2 separate regions of the Pan troglodytes genome follow, and region 1 is linked to region 2. A link is a contact called in public HiChIP or PLAC-seq data. All regions are on one chromosome and are shown on one strand. The core of a region is the stretch at or near the end of the contact, and the rest is flanking DNA. Distances in the headings are between cores, read along the strand shown. Region 1 holds the start of CEP162 (centrosomal protein 162). Region 2 holds the start of LOC107975008 (translation initiation factor IF-2).

Region 1 (5,650 bases), core at 2,904-5,403, 520 kb before region 2:
AATTTTGTATATATACGAAAAACACATATTTATACTTATTTCTCTAACTTGCTGGTGAATTCATGTATTATTACATTGATTATATATTAATAGACATGTAGAAATTATGTGATTATCTGGGTTACGGAATTATAATCTAAAATATCAGTTTTAGACAGCACTCTGGAGCTCAAGGGAGGTCCCTTCAAGACCAATAAAAAAGCATAGAAAGAGAGCTCAAAACCATCCTTCACCTGCCTGCCAACCATTGCAACTCTGCTTTATTTGTTTTATACATTGTGCTTCTCACAAGATTTTCCTAGAAGAAAGGATTCTGAAACATATATATATAACCTATGATCTTATTCTATCTAGTAACGGATTGACAGAAAGTTGGGGAAAATGGGACAGGGGTCATTTAGATTTCACCAATTTTATATGCACTCACTTGTATATGTGTGGTGTGTGTGTGCATTTGTATGCAATCTTATCAACATGTAGCTTGTTATAACTGCTACTGTATCAGGATACAGAACAATTCCATCACTACAAAGATTTCCTATGCTACCTCTTCATATCTACACTCACCCAGTTGATAGTTCATTGTGGTTCTAATTTGCATTTCCCTAATGATGTGGAATATCTTTGTGATGCTGAGCATCTTTTCATGTGCTTATTCACCATTTTCATATACCTTTCTCATGTCCCCTTTGGTGAAATGTCCACTCGTGTCTTTTGTCCATTTTCTAATTGTGTATTTTGCTTTTGCTATTTTGCTAGTGTTCTTTATATGTTCTAGATAGCAGCCCTTTGTCAGATATGTGGTTTGCAAATATTTCATCCTAGTCTTTAGTTTGTCTTTTCCTCCTCTTACAGGGTCTTCATAGGTCGAGTTTTTCCTTGATTCGTCAATTTTTGTGTTTTTACATTTCGATAATAATTATAAAACCATGTTGTTAACTGTATTATTTAGAAGCATAGCCAAATTACTGACATCCTCAGTGGCCATTTACTGGATTATTAAAGAATTATTTTAAAAACAATTTCATGACCTAAATCACCATCCATGAGTTCATGATATAATTGTAAATGGGCAGCTCTGCATACCCTAGGGAAAGAGCATCTGCCTGTATTTTAGAAACATTTAAATACTTGTAAATATGACTGTACAATTTCTCAATATTCTACTATGAATTATTATTCTTTTTCTTGGGAACAACTTATAACAATAGCTTAAACTTTGACTACTACATTTCATATACAAAACAATTAAGAAAAATTTTAAGTAGTCAAAAGCAGTCAGATGTGGACAAATGAGCAGAAGTCAACAATGACTTTGACAAACAAAATAACGATGGCAATAACAAAAAAACCATTAATTTTCTTATGACTAGAATGATACGATTCCTTCAGTGTCTTCCTCATTATCCACATAAGTGAAGAGAATACCCACTTCTGAAAATTAGAGGTAAAGAAGCAAGCAACTGGAACTATTATGTAACTGTATCTGATTCAGTTCTTCTCCTTAATCCACTCCCACAATGTGCTAAGTTTACACCCCATTACCGTTGCAGGTCTTGGCTACAACTATACTGTCAATGTTGACTGAGTTCTCACACTGTACTGTTTGCTACGAGAAAAGGCAATATAAGGCTTGAGGTACAGTCTCCCCCTCTAGAACCTCACTAGAGAGCTGGATAAACACCAAATATAAATCAAATTTCATATCATTCTAGGAAACACAAAAAGAAACACATAATGATTGAGAAACCTGTAACAATTATGGAGAATCTAAAAGTAGGAAACTTTGATGCTACCCAGAGTGATTTAACTACTAAAGTAGCCATTTCATTGACATTTTAGATACATATTTATGATGAGAGCTAGTATTAAATGGTGTTTTAAATTATGGGTCATGAGGTCAATTCATTTTATAAAAATGAATACAATAGTATACAGCACAGTGTAAACTCTCAAAAATTATTAATCATTCTTTTAATGACTATTATTTTGAAAAATGTATAACAATTCAATTCAGTACCAAAAATTTAGTGACATCCCTTCCACAATTCAGCATAACAAACTCTTGGATCCTATAAGCATAAGTTTTGTAGGTTTATGCATAGAGACAAAATGATTATTCACTCTTTAGACACAGTAACATTCATCTTCCACTCCTTATACCAAAGCTCCAATTCTAACCTCAATAGGACTGAACTCTGTACCAGAGCTGCAAATAATTCTGCATGCCTTGGTGAGTGGGGGTGAGAGGAGGCTGTAGAAGAGAGTAGTGCCGACCATACCATGCAAGTCCTTGTAGATATTTGGATTTTAGTACAAATACAGAGAGAAATCATTGTAGGATTTTCAGCAATGGAGTAACCTGATTTACATTTTCAAATTATCACATTTTCTATTGTGTAGACAATGGGTTAGACGAGGATAGGAGTAGAAATAGAGAAACTTGTTAGAAGGCTAATGAAGCAGTTCAGACAAGAGGAAAAGATGCCTCTGTCATTAGTAATTAGGATGTAAAATGAACAGAATAGAGACACATTTTGGAGGTAGCACCAACAAGTCTTGACGAATAGAATATGGGAGAGAGGGAACTCCCAGATTTCTGTCTTGAATGAGTAGGTGTATGGAAGTACCATGAAGTGTGACAGAATAAGAGTCCAGAAATAAGCCCTAAGAAATTCTAACATTGGCCAGGCGCGGTGGCTCACACCTGTAATCCCAACACTTTGGGAGGCCAAGGTGGGCAGATCAGGAGTTCAAGACTAGCCTGACTAACATGGTGAAACTCCGTCTCTACTAAAAACACAAAATTAGCCAGGTGTGGTGGTGGGCACCTGTAATCCCAGTTACTCGGGAGGCTGAGGCAGGAGAATCAGTTGAACCCCGGAGGTGGAGGTTGCAGTGAGCCGAGATCGCACCATTGTACTCCAGCCTGGGTGACAGAGCAAGACTCCGTCTCAAAAAAATAGAAATAAAAAAAAAAGAAAGAAAGAAAAGAAAAAAAGAAAAAGAAGAAAAGAAAAGAAATTCTAACATTTAGAGGTCAGCTAGGATAGACAGAGACAGTGAAAACCCTTGAGGGGAGGCTATAAATGTGAAAGAAAAACCAAGAAAGAGAGAAGAGACAAGTGTATCAAATAGTATTGGGAGATCAAATAAAGTGCTGTCATATATGTACACTTACACACACAGAGACAGGATTAAAAGGTCTGACAAAAGGGAGGTAAAGTGGAAATAATTCCTCAGAAAAGATTGGCAAGTAAGGTGAGGAGAGAGATCATTTCAACCACTGGGAAATAATAGAATGAAGAGAATGTGTCAGAAGTGATGTTTTAGGTGGGGATCTCAAGGCATGTTCAAATGCTGTTGGGAAAAATCCCACAGCCAGCCAGAAGTCGAAGATACAGGATTAAGGGGAAATGACCAGTGGAACAAGATCAGTGAGAAGAAGAATGGGTAAAGGCTCTAGATCATATGTGGGAAGGTAAGTCTTTGATAGAAGGTGGCAGGAAGTCAACTTCTCAATAAATGGTGGCTTAAGATATTTCTTTTATTATTCATATTTGCATCATAGTCCACAGCTCCTGGTTTGTACATATTTGTATTGCAAAAAAAGACTTGATGAATAAACAGTTCTAGCTAAAGATGAGGTCCTGAACTAAGTCTACCATCAGCAAAACCTGCAGCTGTTGTAGATTTTACTTACACTATGCTAAATGTTGTCCTCTGAAACTCCAGCTAATGTTGCATGCTTTGAAAAAAGAAAAGAAATAGAAAACAAAATCCAAGTCAGTAATTGTGAAATGCCAGTAAAGAATGCAGTTTTGAAAAGTAGGGGTAGCGGGAGGAGCAATAACTTAGTAAGAATCTTGCTGTTTGCGTATTTTCGATTTCTTGCCCACTAGGTGGTGGAACAGAGTCCCCATCTAAACGACAGTTTTTTTCCTCACAGGTTTGTGTTTCTCTCACAACGCCTACACAGGTCTTTGCAGGCCAAAGAAATCCAAGAAATTCAATCTTTTCAAAATTGCCCCTTGGAAAAACAGAGCGCTCGAATGACAAGTGTGGGGAAGGCGGGAGGCGAAGATGCAGAGTGCGGAAACACAAGGACCAGGGGAGCTAAACTACATTTCCCAGAAAGCCACGGGCTGGGCTACAACCACCGCGCCCTCCAAGCCCGCTGGAAGCCTCCGTCTCGCTTCTCCAGTAACCGGTTTGCCGCTGTCCCCTTTTCTAAGGAACGTAGGGAAAGCCAGGGAAGGAAAGGCATTTCACTGCAGCAGCGAAGGTTTAGCCACTAGAGTGTCTTTCTCAGCCGTGGTTATTCCGACCTTCGCTTGTAAAGGCATTGGGAAACCCACGGCCCACGTGACCAGCCCGGGTCATGTGACTCCAGAACCCGGCAGCTGAAGTCTGTTACCCTGACTACTGGTAGACCCGCAAAGACCTTCCGGGAAAGCGCGGAATTCAGAGGCAGAGGTAGGTGGTAAGGTGTGAACGCTGGTTTCCCACCCAAATCGCCCTGGTCGAGGTCGTGCTTCATACTCGAGCGAAGGGCTTTAGTTTTCCGGGTCATTCCCCTTCTCCGCCCGGAGCCCACGGCAAATGCGTCTTTGTCTTCCCTCCAATTCCCGAACCCGCGCTTCTGGGGACGGGGTCGCAGCCAGGCTTGAGAAGCTTTTAGTGGAGCTCACCCCTGACCAAGCTATTCAGGCCAAGACCTTAACCGCACTTACCCTGAACTGATCGAAAGTGCTAATGAGGGGAAGAGGTGTTATGCTGCACGATGGGGAGGGTATTGTCTGGTTCTGCAAGCCCTCTTCCCCTCCCCCATCTCTACAGAAGAAAGCTGGGATTTGAGCTGCTCTAGGGAGTTCAGGAGCTGGGGGTCGACCCAAGGTTGGGTTCATTAGGTGTCGAGGGGAACGCTTTCCGTTGCAAATCACTGGATTCTGCTTGTGTTCAGCGCATAATTTTTGTCGGTCTTCCCTCGCTTCAAAAGAAACATAGTACTGATTTGTGTACTCCATTAACTTAAGTATTCTTTAAGTATTTTGACTAAATTACTAATTCTTACTAAATTCTATTTGTGTATATTTTGAAACATCCCCGTATCTGGATACAGTCTGCTTTACGAAACTGCAGTCTGCTTTACGAAACTATTACTATGGATTGGTAAAATAACGAGCCGAGTGATAAGGCAGCACAAACTCTGTCGTGTGCTTTGCAAGAAAGAAACAGTCCTTTGGATTTGCTAACTTATAGTTTTTAAGATTCCCTGTGAGGACCTGGTTTGTGTTTGAGAGGTACTAATTAACACATACACACAAACATAGGTTTGGGAAATATTGTAGAGACCACTCTTTAACAATTGGATGTTAACAGATGAAAACATAATTCTGAACGTTGAGTACAAGACATCCTGTCAAAGCTGCTTTTCCAAATCAGTTTGCTTAATGAATTAGGAATCTCTTGACCAGCTCTTACTGGTTAAAAAAAAATTGTGCATATATACTGAATCATAAAAAATGTCCGAAGTTTAAGTCTGGTCGTGTTCATGATCTGGTGGATTTCCTCAAAAGATGTTTATGTCTCTTGTCATTTAGTGTTTCCAATGTTTGAGGTACTTTAGAATGTCTACTTTGGGAGGTCA
Region 2 (5,800 bases), core at 2,094-4,593:
TAGCAACATATGTGACATTACATCATTATTGGACTGTTGGAGAACCATTATTTTATACTACTTCCTCATTTTATGTAAATTGTCCAACTTATTGCACAATGTTGTTTATAACATTCTCTTATTTTTTAATGTCCATAGAATTGATTTCTCCTTTCACTCCTAAAATTGGAAATTTTTGCCATCTTATTTTTTCCTTGCTCAATCTGGCTAGTGGGGTTATCCATTTTGTGATCTTTTCCAAAAAATGGCTTTTGGTTTAATTGATTTTATCTATTATTTGTCATTTTCTCTTTCATTGATTTGTACTCTTTGTTACTTCCTTCTTTCTGCTCATGTTGAATTCAATTTATTCTTTTTCTAGTGTCTTAAGGTTCAAACTTAAATAAATATTTTTAGATATTTCTTCATTCCTAAGCATTTTAATGCTATAAATTTGCCTCTAATCACCACTTTGCCTGCAACCCACAAATTTTGATATGTTGGATTTTCATTATTATTTAGTTCAAATAAATTTCCAATTTTCTTATGAGAAAATTAGACCTATGGGTTATTTGGAATGTGTTGTTTAATTACCAAATATTTAGAGATTTCCATATATCTATCTGTCACCGATTTTTAGTTAAATTCCACTGTGGTAAGAGAACATAATGTGTATGATTATAATCCTTTTAAATTTATTGAGACTAGCTTCATGGCTTAGGATCAGTCAGTATGGTCAATCTTGGTGAATATTCCATGCACACTTTAAGAAAGTATTCCACTACTGTTGGGTGGACTATTTTATAAATGTCAATTAGGTCAAGTTGGTCTGCAGGATTATTTCTTTTTTTTTTTTTTTTTTTTTGTGAGACAGAGTCTCGCTCTGTCACCCCGGCTGAAGTGCAGTGGCGCAATGTCTGCTCACTGCAAGCTCCGCCTCCCGGGTTCACGCCATTCTCCTGCCTCAGCCTCCTGAGTAGCTGGGGCTACAGGCACCCACCACCACGCCCAGCTAATTTTTTTTTTTTTTTTTTTTTTGTATTTTTAGTAGAGACGGGGTTTCACCGTGTTAGCCAGGATGGTCTTGATCTCCTAACCTCATGATCTGCCCGGCTCGGCCTCCCAAAGTGCTGGGGATTACAAGCATGAGCCAACCGCGTCCGGCCTACAGGGCTATTTCAAGTCATCTACACCCTTACAGGTTTCCTGTCTACTTGTCCTATTTATTACATAGAGAAAAGTGCTGAAATCCTCAAGTATAATTGTGGATTTGCCTGTTTCTCCTTTTAATGCTATTAGGTTTTGCTTCGTCCTATTTTGAAGCTCTGTTCTTAGATATACAAACACGTAGAATTGTTCCATGCTCTTAACGAATTTTTCATTAGGAAATGTGCCTGTTTATTGCTATTAATATTCCTTATTGTAAAACCTACTTTGATATTAATATTGCCACTCCCAACTCTATCAGATTATATTGAGGTATAATTAACAAACAACAAAATTCACCAATTTTAAGTGTACAAAATGATGAGTTTTGAGAGATACATGCAGCTGTATAATCATCATCACCGTCACGATATAAAACATTTCCATCTCTCCAAAAAGTTTCCTTCTGCCCCTTTGCAGTCCCCTCCCCCAATGCCACCGTCACCTGACTCGGCACCTGATGTGTTTTCTGTTTCTATAGTTTTGACTTTTCCAGAATGTTACATAAATGAAATCAAAATAATAAGTAGAATTTTTGATAGAGCTTCTTTCCCTTCGTCTAATGAATTTGAGATTCATGAATGGTATTAGTTTGTTTCTTGTTATTGCTAAGTAGTATTCCATTATGTGGATATACCATATTTTGTTTATTCATTTACTAGTAGAATAACATTTGGCTTTCCTCCAGTTTGGGGCCATTATATTAAGCTGCTATAAAACTGGAGTACAAGTTTTTTTTTAATAGAATTGCGTTTTTATTTCCCTTGTAAATATGGTAAGACTAGTACTTGAGACAATAGTGCTCTTAAGCTGTCTCTCTTTAGTCATTAAGCTTCCAATTAGTCCTAGAATCAGTCTCAGTAGTTAGGAAATCATGACTGCATACTGAACACTGTACCAGGTGAAAGAGAGGAATATATAACAAAACGTTGAGATCGATAGGTATCGATATATGGCTTCAAGGCCGAGCAGAAGCCACCCGAAGCAAGGAGAAAAAATGTCAGGAAAGCTCACAAATATAGTTTTGATCTTAATGCTACTGTGAGAATTAAAAAAAAAGGTGAACATAAATAACAACCTTTGAAAATGTCAACACGTGAAGCTATTAACCAACTCCACATCCCTGTTTAGAAATTCCTGCTTACTATTCGAATATACACTTGACATACAATTGACGGACGTTCCAACACTATATTTAATTGGCAGAAATTACTTCTTAAGGGTACAAAGGGTTTTCTTTATGCACGCAAATGATTACTGTCGAAGGTAATCTGGGACTCGATTAATGGCTGTGTTAATTATTCTCCCTTCAGCAGACCTCAGTATCCGTTTAAGACTAAAGTGGCTAGAATTACCTGCCCACCCGGGCTCCCAGTTGTAACTGAGACAAGCGGAGGAGCCTGAGGAGCTGAAGACGCACAGGTGACGGTCGCGGATGGCCGGCAGGATCTGACATTTAAAATCGCCCTGCTCATCTGGGCCTCGGAGCCTTTGACAGGCGGGCGTGTCAGCGACAGTGTGGGGAAGGGGCTGGGCTCCGCCAGGCAGCGCGCGACGACGCCCTTGCCTTGGCCTTCACAGAGTAGAACCCGAGAAGCCCACTCGCCCGTCTTGGCCAACGCCCCCACCGCCCAGGGCTCCCCCCGCAGTCGGCGGGCAGGTGTGCGTGGTGCGCGAGCCCAGTGCGTGCCGGGTGCGGCGCCAGCAGCGGAGGGGCGGCCCGGCGCCCAGCGGAGAGCCGCTGGCTGGGTGGGTGTCGGCCTCCCCGCCTCCTTCTTCTCCCCGCCCGCTTGCCGGGGATGCTTGCGCGAGGCGCCCCCTCGCCTTTAAGCTCCCGGCCCCGGGGGGCGGTGTGTGTGAGTAGCCGGGAGGGGGCCGCGAGGCGCTCCGCCTAGGGCTCGTCCGGGTTTGTCCGCCGCCGTCACCTGACTCGTCGGAGGAGCCACAGCTGAGGTGGGGGCGGGGATGGGGACGCAGCTCGGAGCGCTAGAGAGACGCGGCGGCGCTGGCAGAAGAGGCGGCGGCGGGCGGGTACTGGCTTCTGGGGCCAGGGGCCAGGGGCGGTGGGCGCCGGGACCGCGGAGCTGAGGAGCGGGCCCCGGCCAGGGCTGGAGACTTTGCGCCCGGGGGCACCGGGGCTGCGCGCGGTCGCACACATCCACCGGCGCGGCTTCCCTCAGCGGCTCGGGCTCCGCTCATCCTGCGGCGGGCGGCGCCGCTCAGGGGCGGGGTGAGTACCCGCGGCCGTACTCGGCCCCCTCCCCGCGCCAGGGTCGCGCGGGGATCCGCAGAGGATAATCCCAGGGTGCGGAGAAGGGCAGAGGCCGAGTGACAGCTCCGCGGAGCGCTCCAGGGCGGGCGGGGGACTGGGCTTCGCTGTCAGCCCGGCTCCGCTCCAAAGCCAGGAAGGGTGAGGCGCCCCAAGACTCCGGCGCCTCCGCAGAGCTCCCGGGCGGCCCCTGCGGCAGGGATTTGGAACCGGGGGGAAGGGGCCCGGGCGATGGGCCTCGGCGAGGCTTTGGAGCCGGCGGCGAGGAAGGAAGGGGAGGCGAGGGCATAACATGGCGCAACGCTAAGATAATCTCCTTCGCGACTGAGGGAGGACGAGCCCTTTGCTGCAGCAGCGCGAGGAGGAGGAGGGAGGCAGCCAGGGCTTGGGTATCCGATGCATTCCCCGAAGCCTGCGGGCTGCTAGGAGGAAAGTCTGCTGAGGTGGGAGATGGGCACCGGTGGCTGCGGCGCCCAGGGAATAACCCCGACGCACGTTGTGGCTAGTCCAGCACCCGCGGGTCAGGTTGCGGAGAAAGTGCTGATTGACAGGGGGGTCCCCAGGGGGTGAGTCTGGCCCTATGTGGGGGCCGGCGGAGAATGGGGACGGTGTCACGATGCTGCGACTGGAGCCCACGCTGGGGTTCCGTGACGGCCCAACTCACGGCCAAGACTCCCTGGACCGCATCGCAGGAGCGGGGCTTGGCGCGTTGCTGGCTCCGAGAGGTGGTGCCAGGGTGGGGATGGAGGAGGAGAGAGCCGCCGCGCGGCTGGAGGAGGCAAGGCCTGGGTTCTTGGAGGGTAGGGTCTGCGGATTAAAGCCGGACCGTCTCCCCTTGTTTCCTGCAGAAGAGGAGGCGGTAGACGCGACCAGAGAAGATGTCGGGCCAAACGCTCACGGATCGGATCGCCGCCGCTCAGTACAGCGTGACAGGCTCTGCTGTAGCAAGAGCGGTCTGCAAAGCCACTACTCATGAAGTGATGGGCCCCAAGAAAAAGCACCTGGACTGTAAGCATCTCTTTATATAAGAGGGACATGCGCACGGCAGAGGCGCCTGGGATGCTGGTGGTGCGGCCTGCGCTCTTGGTCAATAATGCTGCGGCCTCTTATACTCCCAGCCAGGTTGCCCCTGAGCTGAAATTCTTCAGCTGTGAAGGTGTTCCCTTGGGTTAGCCATGAAACCTTGTCTTGTGAGCCATTTTTTCCTCTTATTGACCTCCAAGGTCTTGGTGGAGGGGGAAAAATACACACACACACACACACATATATACACACACACACAAGAGAGAGATTGTACACTCTGAATTAGATGTTTTTCACCTTTTTTTCTTTCTCCACCCACCCTCCCTTCTCCAAATTAGAGGAAATTAGAGGTTGCACAGTCAAAAAAAAAAAAAAGATGAATTTATGGAAGGTCAAACTTGTCACCCTAGTTCTTTCCTAAATACATTTCAGATAGTTCTAAGGTAGTATAATCTTTTTAAGTGTTGCTCCTGAGGATTGTTTTTGTGAGTATGGGTGTGTGTGTGTGTGTGTGTGTGTGATATGTTACCATACCAAACTGAAATAAATTCAAGGTACTGAATGAGGAAATTGGACTTCATAGCTATGGCAATTTCATTTTACACATCCTGGCACACTTTGTCCCATTCTCAGAAAATGCTGGGTGAGATGACTATGCTATGGTCACAAAATGGATGTACTTCCCCAGCATCTGAGATGGTGCAATTTTAGATGAAACCATGTAATTCTTAATATTGTTTTTGTAACTGGTTATTTGATGGAAAAGGCTTTATTCTACTCTGGAATCTATATATTTCTGAAATACCTTAATTAACAGTAAATCTTTTGTCACCGAAGGATAAACAGAGGCACTTAGAAAAGAAAAAGGCTTTCACCTGCTTTGGGTGGTGAGGCTTTTCATAAGTCAGGCTATATGAGTGTATGTTCAGCAGTTGCTATTTAGTTCTCTTGACCTGCTTAGGATCTTCTGTTCTATTGTGATGTTTTTGGTAAAGGTAAATGTTGGCATGAGAGACATAGGTATGGCCACAGCCATTTCCTCAGCTGGCTTCCTTTGCCCATCTTCTGGGTTTTTTTGGTCTTGGGTCTTTTTCCTGCCATTTCCTTTGTGCAGCTAAGAAAATGGCACCAGTGTCAGAATTCACTCTAGCCCTATTATTTGCATAAGTGAAGCTTGATGAAGCTTACAACTGGACATTGTAAGAGTTGTCCAGCCTTGTGAACCTGTTGTCTCATAGAATTGAATAATTTTGTTTCTAGAAGCTCATCGGAGGGGAAAGTACCATTATGCCTTTCCCAAGGGAATGTTTAACTAAATTTATT

The links. HiChIP or PLAC-seq counts read pairs in DNA pulled down with a chosen protein or histone mark.
Region 1: an H3K4me3 HiChIP or PLAC-seq map of stem cell-derived excitatory neurons shows a contact between it and region 2, with 5 times the contacts expected there. The contact joins the promoter of CEP162 here to the promoter of LOC107975008 in region 2. A contact is called at or near these places in 1 of 7 Hi-C or Micro-C datasets (induced pluripotent stem cells) and 1 of 1 datasets of contacts at active chromatin or transcription factors (stem cell-derived excitatory neurons).

What each region holds. Positions count from the first base shown.
Region 1 is chr5:96,249,747-96,255,396 of NHGRI_mPanTro3-v2.0_pri, reverse strand. CEP162 (centrosomal protein 162) reads left to right here and starts at 4,153. Exons shown (of 27, transcript XM_003311371.6): 1 at 4,153-4,476; 2 at 5,604-5,650.
Region 2 is chr5:95,729,441-95,735,240 of NHGRI_mPanTro3-v2.0_pri, reverse strand. LOC107975008 (translation initiation factor IF-2) reads right to left here and starts at 3,343. Exons shown (of 4, transcript XM_063813272.1): 1 at 3,111-3,343; 2 at 2,541-3,009. The coding sequence starts at 3,343. It overlaps SNAP91 (synaptosome associated protein 91), which reads left to right and starts at 2,819. Exons shown (of 27, transcript XM_054686123.2): 1 at 2,819-2,934; 2 at 4,303-4,462. The coding sequence starts at 4,333.